2 separate regions of the Anas platyrhynchos genome follow, and region 1 is linked to region 2. Evidence: chromatin contacts called from public Hi-C data. All regions are on one chromosome and are shown on one strand. The core of a region is the stretch at or near the end of the contact, and the rest is flanking DNA. Distances in the headings are between cores, read along the strand shown. Region 1 overlaps ABI2 (abl interactor 2). Region 2 overlaps ABI2 (abl interactor 2).

Region 1 (4,107 bases), core at 1,384-3,883, 62 kb after region 2:
GGCTTCCCGGATTTCCACCAGCCTCTGGGGCCCCATCCAGAATAGCTGAATGAAGGATAATTGTAACAACCACTCTTTTTTTTTTTTTTTTTTTTTCCCTCATTATAAAACAATAGTGATTTGAGTTGTTTGAACAAATGGCTCTTCCGGCTGCCAGCAGAGAGGCTATCCTGAGCCATCTGATGGTGAATTAAGCTGACCCATTCAGATGTAACAAACTCCTTGAGCAGCTGACCCTTCAGTTAAATTCTGACTTCTGACAGGCTCCGGGATCTGTCTCAGGAATCCTGTGCGCCCTCATGGTACTACTTTTGGCAGCAGTGCCTGGCACTTGGGATGTCCTGGGATGCGTGTGGTGAAGGGTTGCTGGCCAGTGGACGTCCCTCCTGTTTCTACACTACACTCCTGTGCAGCTGGAAGAACGCTCGTGTGCTAGGGAACACTGGGATTTGTACACAAAGCCGTTCGCGCATCTGACTTCCTTACAGGTGGTTACATCTTAGCATAAACACTTCTGCAGCTGCTCTGCACATGTAGGCTGACACAGGGCACACAGAGCTGGCTTTGAATCACTCACCTTTTAGTTTAGACAATTAGGATGGCTGCAGCCCAGAGGACCCTCACCCACATTGCCTCATCTTTCGATTGCAACAGGTTTGGTTTTTGTTATGCACTGATGTAAATGTGCTGCTCTGCACCGAGCTACCTGCCACGGGTGCTGCTGGGTTAAACGGAACTCACAGATGCCATTGATGGTGAAGGTGAAACGAAGTTTACAGGTCCTCCTGGGGTCTGAGGATAAACTCTAGGGGCTGTGATCTCTAAGGTTCAGATCTACTCACGCGTGCTTGCACTAGAGAAACTTACCCCCAACTTTAGTCTTATGCACAATATAATCTTGAAAATCCAATCAGGTATTGTAAATTGGCTTTTTGTACTTGATGACTAGATTTGCATATGTACTGTGAGAGCCCTGTGCAGAGGCAGGACAAACGGCAATTGTCGTCTTCATGTCTGTTGCCAAAATCTCTTCAATGGAAGTAAAAAGGGCTGTTGTGTGTACTGGTTTCCCATGGAAATCCAAGCAGTAACTAGTAGTAGTCCTAGCTCTCTTCCCAGTCCTTTCCATTGCTTATTTTGAAGAAATAGATATTTAGAGCTGTACTGGTGGATCTAGGGTGGAGTAATACCAAGTGAAGGCCCCTGGGTTAATAGTTTGCTTTTTAAGTTTCAGTTAAAATGCTGCTCAGTGTTCTGCTTTGCAGATCAGTGTACAATGATGGCTGTATTAGTCTGCCCTCAGGAAGGACTAAACACTGTCTTTGGGTGAATGTGATGCACTAACAGAATGAACCAATTAAACCTCCAGTTGAAGTCCTGTTGGCCCACAAATGACCCCTGCGTTGTGAGAGCCTCCTGGGCCAGGGCATCTTCCTGAACAACTTTTGACTGTCGCCTGACCAAGTTCCAGCTGGTACCAGCGGTAGCTTGTCAAAGGCAAGGTAACACTGCAGCTTTCTTCTGAGGCCTGTGCGTAACAGCAGTGCGGACAGCAGTGCCAAGGGTGAGTCTGTGATAATATTGGCAGGGGGACTTGACACAATCCCCTTGCTTGGTAGCCAGTGCAGTATCAGGGTGGAGGTGCAGGTTTCATCCAAACTCGAGTGTGAAGGAGCCAGAGCTGCTCAAGGGCGAAGAAAGAGGAAACAAACAGGTGAGGTGTGGGGGGGATACCGGTAAGTTTTATTGGTACCTGCGGTGAGCTTGCAGAAGAGGGCATTAACTCCTGTAACAGTGTGTAAAAGGAACTAGTTTGGTGGAAGCCTGCAAGAGGTACAGTTCTGAAGCAACCAGTGCAAAGATGGAAGTTACTTTCTCCCATGCTTAGTCTGCAGCTGCGTAGCCAAGACGCTGTTGTCTTCTTTCTAGAAGCTGGCAGCATTAGTATTTGGAATAAACGTTAGCCAGAACAGATACCCTTCTACCTTCCTTCTGTCTTGCAGCAAGAGTAGCAGAAGCAGCCATCGTCAGTTCCCTCAGCCCATTTCTGTGGGAGTATACCTAGAAACACTGGTTGTCCAGTACCTGGAATGTCTTTTTCCACTGCCACAGGGCAGGCCTACAGCTTCTGCATAGGGCAGTGGTGCTTGCATGGCTAGAGATCAGGGGGATTGCACTGCAGTATTACACAGCCACCCCCTATGCACCAAAGAATTGCGTTTTCCAGGACTATTGGAGCTTTCCTGCCTTCTGTTTTGTTTCTGGTTTGTTTTTGGTGAAGACTGAGCACACAGTGCACAAACGTATTGAGTTTGGCAGCTTAAAACATTAGTACAGGAGAGTGAATGCTCTCTCCTTGCACACCCATATTCCAGCTGGGAGGTCATGCATTAGTGCTATCATGTCTTTAACTCAGTATGTGTAAGAGCATGCGCTTGAATACTTCTGACTGATGGGTGGTGATAGTGTGTACTTTCATAGTGTATGATACACACCCATATCCTTAATTTTCATTCAGCTGGTTGTATATCTTGTGAGTTTTCTGTGTTGAGAGCTACCAGAGTGGAGCAGTGTGTACTCTGGAAAGTACTGAATGCATGTCAGAGCTCAGGACGGAAGATGAGGCTGAAAAACCTTGAAGATGTGCCAAGCTCCTTCAAAGGCTGGTTTGGCTTGATGGGCCAAAGGTTAGTTGGGTTTCTGCAGATAGCATGTGGTATTGTTTGTCCAGTAAGAGCTGCTCTGGATGGAATTTTGGGGTCACCTCCTGCTGGTTTTAAGCTTTATTATGCAGTACTAATGCAAATAAATGTGTTGAGTTTTATGCATACTTTTTATTTTGTATAGATTTTAATTCTGTGGCTTGTTTGGGGATGATGTGATGTTATGGTCATAGACCAGGCCAAGGTAAACAGGCTTTGTGTATTAATGTTACATGCATGCTAGTGAAGTCAGTGAGGGTTGTGTTTCCAGTTTTGTCCCTTGTATGTCTTCTCCAAAACCTTCACCCCATACCTCCTTATTTACATATGCTCCTAAAAGGGGGGTAGGGGAGAAGTGTGGAAAAAACCCTCAGTATTTCACATGGATGCACAACTTCTCTTCACTGAGTTCTGCTGCCATAGTAGGAGGTGTTCTGCATCACAAGCTGTTGATCAGAGCAGCAGGTGTGCATGAGAGGTAGGGGAAGGAGACACTCCAGGATAGGCCAAAGAGTGCTGTATGGCCAAAATGAATGTTTCTCCCTTCATGAGAGCTGTGTTAGCCCAGCCAGATGTTTTCATTGTGCACGGGAATCTGTAGCTGTGGATTTTGCTTTGGTTTGCTGTAGCAGAGTTCTTCCTTGCTCTTGGCCCCCTTGGGACAAAGCTATTTACAGCTCTCCTTCTGCCACATGCCTGGGTGAAAGGCGGTCATAGACTGTCCCCAGCTAGTGTGGGTGCAGGTTATTTTCATGCCTTTGTTCCTGAGTGGCTGGGGTTGCATGTGTCTCATGTTGTTTTTTGCGTGTGTGTTTTTTTTTTTTTCCTTCAGATTGCTTTTCTTTGTTCCCCTCACTGGCTGTTGCAGCAGCTGGTTGAGAGTGGCAAGAAAACCAAGCTGGCCGTTTTATGCCTCTGCATCCTGACCGCACCTCTATGCCCAGTAGCTGGAGCAGGCACTAGAGGGCAGAGGCAGTGCCGGGGGACTTGCTAGCCTGACCTGTGAGAGCTGCGCAGACACGGACATTGACAAGCTGCTGCTCTCACTGGAGGGCAAGAGGTGGAGCATGGCCCTTGTCTTGTAAGAGATAACAGGAACTTGAGTTGAGGTTTCCTGGAAGTGGGTGGAAATTGCTGCTGGTGTGCACCACAGCTCCCCCACCATCCCTCTGGTCTCTGGCTGGGTGTTTTACCGGGGTGGCAGGAAGGCTGAGAACCAGCTAGCCCTTGCTAGAACAGGTTGTTCTCCTTTCATGCCTCCTGAGAACTTTTTCTTTGCTGTTTGAGGGCTCTCGCTGTGCATTGCTTTCTGGAGTAAGAGGATGTGCCTGTCTTCTGCTTATGCCAGCATGCCTGTCTCAGCAGACCCAGCGCCGTGTTTGCAAATGAGCAGAATGCTTGGTCC
Region 2 (4,736 bases), core at 122-2,621:
AACTAGCGCATAGCTGAGCTCCATGGGTAGCGAGCGCATACAACAAGGAACAGGGCTGTTTGGAGAGGATGAATTGCTTTGGTGTTCCTGATACAAAAAATGTGAGGCCAGGGATCTGCACAGACCTGTATGATGACTTTGAGCAGTAGAGCTCAGCTTTTATTTATCCCTCAGTAATAGCTCAGCTGCAGACTGTTAGGTGAAGGGCAACCAACCTGTGGCCTGTGAACCCTAAATTCACCTCTGGCTCCATGCTAGGGTTGTCTTCTGCAGCAATCCTATTCCCTAGCTTTGGAACCAGTAGTCTGATAGGTCTTAAAGCCAATGTTACAAGCTGCTGTATACTGCAGCTGCACGCTCAGCTCAGCTCCAACCCACTGGAAGCTTGCTACCTAAGACTGGCATTTGCAAAATAGGTGAAATACCCTGCCCCATCTGAAATCGGGGGCGTCAATCCATTGGGCTCCTTGGAAAGTCCAGTTCTAAAGAGACAAAGAAGGGGAGAAAAAATGCCTGTAAAGAGAGAGGCAACTTAGCTCATATAAGAAATCTGTGCCAGTTCTTTGAAGTGGCCCTGTATTACCTGAGAATCAGGTCACTGCTTTAACTAGAAGGACTAACGTTACGCTGATCTGCAAGTACATGTAGTTTGCAAAGCATGCCGATGCAGGATGGTGCTTGTAAGTGCTTTAAAGGAAGAGCTGGAGAAACAGTTTTTCATAGCTAGACAGATAAGCTTATTTTGTGGGGTGACCAGGTACCCACCAGTAAAACCACAAGCCCATAGAAACATTTCTATTTTTATTCTTCTCTACAAAGAGGAGTTAAATCTGAACTTCTGTGCAAGACAAGTGGTGGAAGGAGAGAATGTTTTCTCAGGACCTCAAGTAAAATGTGTTTAAGCCAACACATACATGTCAGCTGTCCTTGTGCAGTTTCCTGGTCATCTGTGGGAAAGGAGACGTGGCAGTCTGCAGCCAGAGAGATAAGGGCGAGGCAGAGGATCTGCTTTTTGGTCAGTACATTGTGATTTGAGAAACAAGGACTCCAACTCAGGAAACCTTAAAATGAGCAGAAGTTAACATGTCCTCAAGAATAACATTTTTTTAAAAAGCACATAACCCAATAAATACTAAACTAAGTAACACTAAAAGTTATGTGGACAAAGTGAGGATTCCTGGATGATGAGTAAAAACAGTTGGGTGAGGAGAAGCAGTTCATAACTTAGGCTTGTATGGTTGTTTTTTTTTTCAAGGAGTGCAGGTGTTTGGGCTAGTGTTGGAATAACCTAAGTATTTCACTTGTGACTGATGTTCACAATGCGTCTGTCACATGGTATGCCCTGTTTTGCACTGTGTGTACCAGACAGAGCTGGCTATGTGGGGGAGAGAAAATGCCTCATACTCCTGCATTTGATATCATCCCCACATTCCCAGTTAAAGGCCCAGGTCCCACCAAATCAGTGTGTGAACCCTCGGAGACATCAGCAAGGCCATCAGCAAGGAACTTCGTGTCCATAGTCTGTAGTGGGAGATTGAAGAGCAGAATGCAGAAATGGGTCACCCTCTACCTTTGGCTCTGCCAGCTTACACGGGGGAGGAATTTGGCCCCCTGTGTTCAAAATGATTCAGATCTGAAATACTCACTCTTCTGGTACAGCTCAGCCCTGTGGGAATGCATGCACCCTGCAGGACATGCCACTTAGAGGCACAGAATCTAGGGTACAGAAAAAACAGATATCTAAAACACAGTTTCTTCATAAGAGCATAATGAGTTTCACCTCTGATATTTCTAAACAATCTTCATGAAGGAAGGATTCGTACGGAATAGATATTAGAAGCAAAACACAGACAAGAACAAATAGTGCTTGTGAGTCTTTTCTAGGTAGCTCTGGATCCATTTCAGAAAACCTGGTGGATGGTGAACAGGTGTTTTCTGGTGTCATGGGGCAGGGTTGGATGGTGCTGCTCACCCCTGTGGCCTGCCTCTCATATTTTCAAGACATAATCAAGCTCTTGGCAGACTGTTTCCCCAAGTTTCCCTCAACTATTACTCATAGGTAACTGTAACCATTCAGTTCTTTGTTGTATACACATTCAGAAATGTTACTTGAAATACATGTAAGCATCACCTACAACTTGACTCTTTGAGTGTGTGTGTGTGTGTTGCAATCTAGAATGAGCTGGTCAAAATGAGCTGGAAGCTACATGCACTGTTGAGTTTACAGAGCAACCCCTTCATGCTTGCACCTTACACCAGATCAGCGTCAAGCCTGTATCAGGCATAAGTCATGGCCCTTGGTGTGTGCACCTTCAAATAAGACAGAAAGAGCCACTTAACAATACCAGCCTTTTGCTTGGCCCTGTCCATATATTACAGCCATGTTCTTTAGTGCTTTGGGCAAGTGCTGTCATTCTTATTTTTGTTCATAGGGAGAAAATCAGGGTGCAGAGGTTGTGACTTTGACTGGTTTGTAGCAGGAGGGGGACAGCTAAGGCTGTAACTCTTCCCTGCTAAAAGCTTGTTCATATCATTCACAGACGTCCTTGCCTTTTGAAATAAATGACTCCTTTAATCTCCCTCTCAGAGGAAACAACGCAGGGAGGCCTGGCTGCCTTCTGCTCATAAATACTCTGTCAAGCCAGTTTCAAGCTGAGGTGGGTGAAGCTGCTGTGAATGATGGGGAGCCATCAGTCTCCATCTCCTGTTAGTCAGTCCTGCATCACTGGGATGTGCGCTCTTACCATACTGTCGAAAATAGCTATGGGTTCAGAAAGGGCTGAAATGTTCCCAGGTGTTGGCCAAGGGGGAAGACAGAGAAGAGAAAGACAGAGGTGCAGACTGATGGTGATGAGAAGCTGTGCAAAGAGGAGCTGCCTTCATAGGCTGGTGAAAGGGGATTACTTGTCCAGATGCTGGTGTAAGCAGGGAAGATGACTTCACAGATGTGATTTATTATCCTTCCCATGCAAGGGAGTTATGCTAATTTCAGAAACAGAACAGTTGTTTGTTGGCTTCTACAAATATAGAAAGACATAAAAACTTTTTAAAGTGGTTTATGTGGTTAAAGCATAATTACAAACAGGACAGGATTAAAAAAGCTCCAGCGGCCAAATTCCTGGAGTTATGTGAGTACCTAAGAATCTGAGCTTTAATTAAAAACAGGAAGAAACCAAAACCTCAGAGAATGGTTCTAACCATTGTAGCTGCAGAGGAAACTTGCAAATGTGAGGAGAGCGTAAGTAGGCCAGTAACATCTGATCGAGTCTGAAGTGAGCCTGCAACAATAGTTGAGGATGATTTTTCCCATGTGCTGCAGTGGAGCATTAGCTCTGTAACTGACCCTTTAGGCTCTGTCCCCTCAGCAGTCATATCAGACTTACCTGGGGGATGCCACAAGGGTCAGGGCAGGATGGGAAGGGTCCGACGGTTGGGTTTGGTTGGCATCTTTGGGAAGGAATACTGGCAGGAAAGTAAAACAAATTAGAGCAGTTCTTTCCTCCCCCCCCCTCCCGACTGCTTTGTTGTTTGAACTCTTGGAAGGGAATGTGATGATGAACTGTGCTTTGTGCTGGCTTCTCTTTGAGACCATTTGTTGCCTGTTTTCTTTTAAAGTCTGAAATGTTAGAAAGAGATCATTATTTTTCCTCTTTAGCTTGACCTCTTCCCCCCTTGGAGAGTTTCTTCCCTTGTACTGGCTCTGTCCTTCTCACACAATGCTATGTTGAAATAATGTTAAAGGGAAAACTTGAATTCCTAGAAAAAAAGCTTGGTATTTAGAATGAGACATGTCCTCGAACAGAAAGACAGAGGCTCTGCAACAATCACGGACTGCCTCTGGCTGAGGTGTTTCCGAAATAGCGCTGTTAGGGCAAGCACTTCCATGAGATGTAAACTACCCCATAGGGGACAATTTCTACGCTTTGTGCAGCAAGCACTTTACCCAGCAGCAGTTTATCATAAGCAGAAAGGTTATCTGTGGTTACAATCTTGATTGCCCAGCAAATTGCTGAATGCCCGAGGAAGCAGGAGAATGTGCAGCTGCAGGGTGTGTGGGTTCTTCACTCTGTGTTACAGCAAGGGCTGGAGGTTGAGTGTTTAAGATGCCTTGGGATCCCGACACCATTTGTTGCAGGCACTGGATATATATGAGCTGCATTCTGTGCCAGGCCACCCTGATGTGCTGGAATAGCCTTGGGAGTTAAATGTGCTGCTGCTATTCCCTTCATGCGCTTTGGATTATGAGGCTAGCAAAGATCTGCCATCCAGCCAGAGGCAGATCCAGACGTTATCTAAAGTGAGTAGGATGGCACAACTCTGTTTTTGTTGAAGGAATGAAGGTACTTATTTCAGCTACAGATTTTCTTCAGACCCCCAACTTTTCCTCCTTCCCCCGCCCCTGCAATAAATGTTACCTGCAGCTGAAGGGCATGGGCCTATGTATACGGTCAGTACACATGACCATGCTTGATGTCAGAGGTTTTGCCCTTTGTCCAGCTGCAAATCTGTCTGGCTTCGTGTGATGAAGCAGGTACAGGGATTTGAGGCTTTTGTTTCTACTGCTTACAAAATACAATTTTTTTGTTGTTGCTTTTAAGGAAAAAATACTCAGAAATGGAAACCTCATAAAACTAGAGCTGAGTTGTTTACACGAGCAAACTGAAAACCTGCAGCCCAGTCTGTCAGAGATCTGACCTGGTCATCTGTTTAAATGGGATTAGGGATTGTGCCATTCA

What was found. A called contact is a pair of places that touch in the nucleus more often than the background predicts.
Region 1: a Hi-C map of F5 follicle shows a contact between it and region 2, with 3 times the contacts expected there. The contact joins two enhancer-like sites. A contact is called at or near these places in 2 of 8 Hi-C or Micro-C datasets (F5 follicle and small yellow follicle).

The regions. Positions count from the first base shown.
Region 1 is chr7:26,153,023-26,157,129 of IASCAAS_PekinDuck_T2T, forward strand. ABI2 (abl interactor 2) reads left to right here. Exons shown (of 12, transcript XM_072041058.1): 12 at 1-4,107. Among named protein-coding and RNA genes, the nearest start is that of ABI2, 72 kb to the left of the region's middle. Within about 2 kb of position 2,634, at least 4 of the 8 cell types and tissues checked have an H3K27ac peak or open chromatin away from gene starts, as enhancers often do. A contact at or near this core is called in F5 follicle and small yellow follicle, where this site is marked.
Region 2 is chr7:26,091,785-26,096,520 of IASCAAS_PekinDuck_T2T, forward strand. All of the region lies in intron 1 of ABI2 (abl interactor 2), which reads left to right. Among named protein-coding and RNA genes, the nearest start is that of ABI2, 11 kb to the left of the region's middle. Within about 2 kb of position 1,372, at least 5 of the 8 cell types and tissues checked have an H3K27ac peak or open chromatin away from gene starts, as enhancers often do. A contact at or near this core is called in F5 follicle and small yellow follicle, where this site is marked.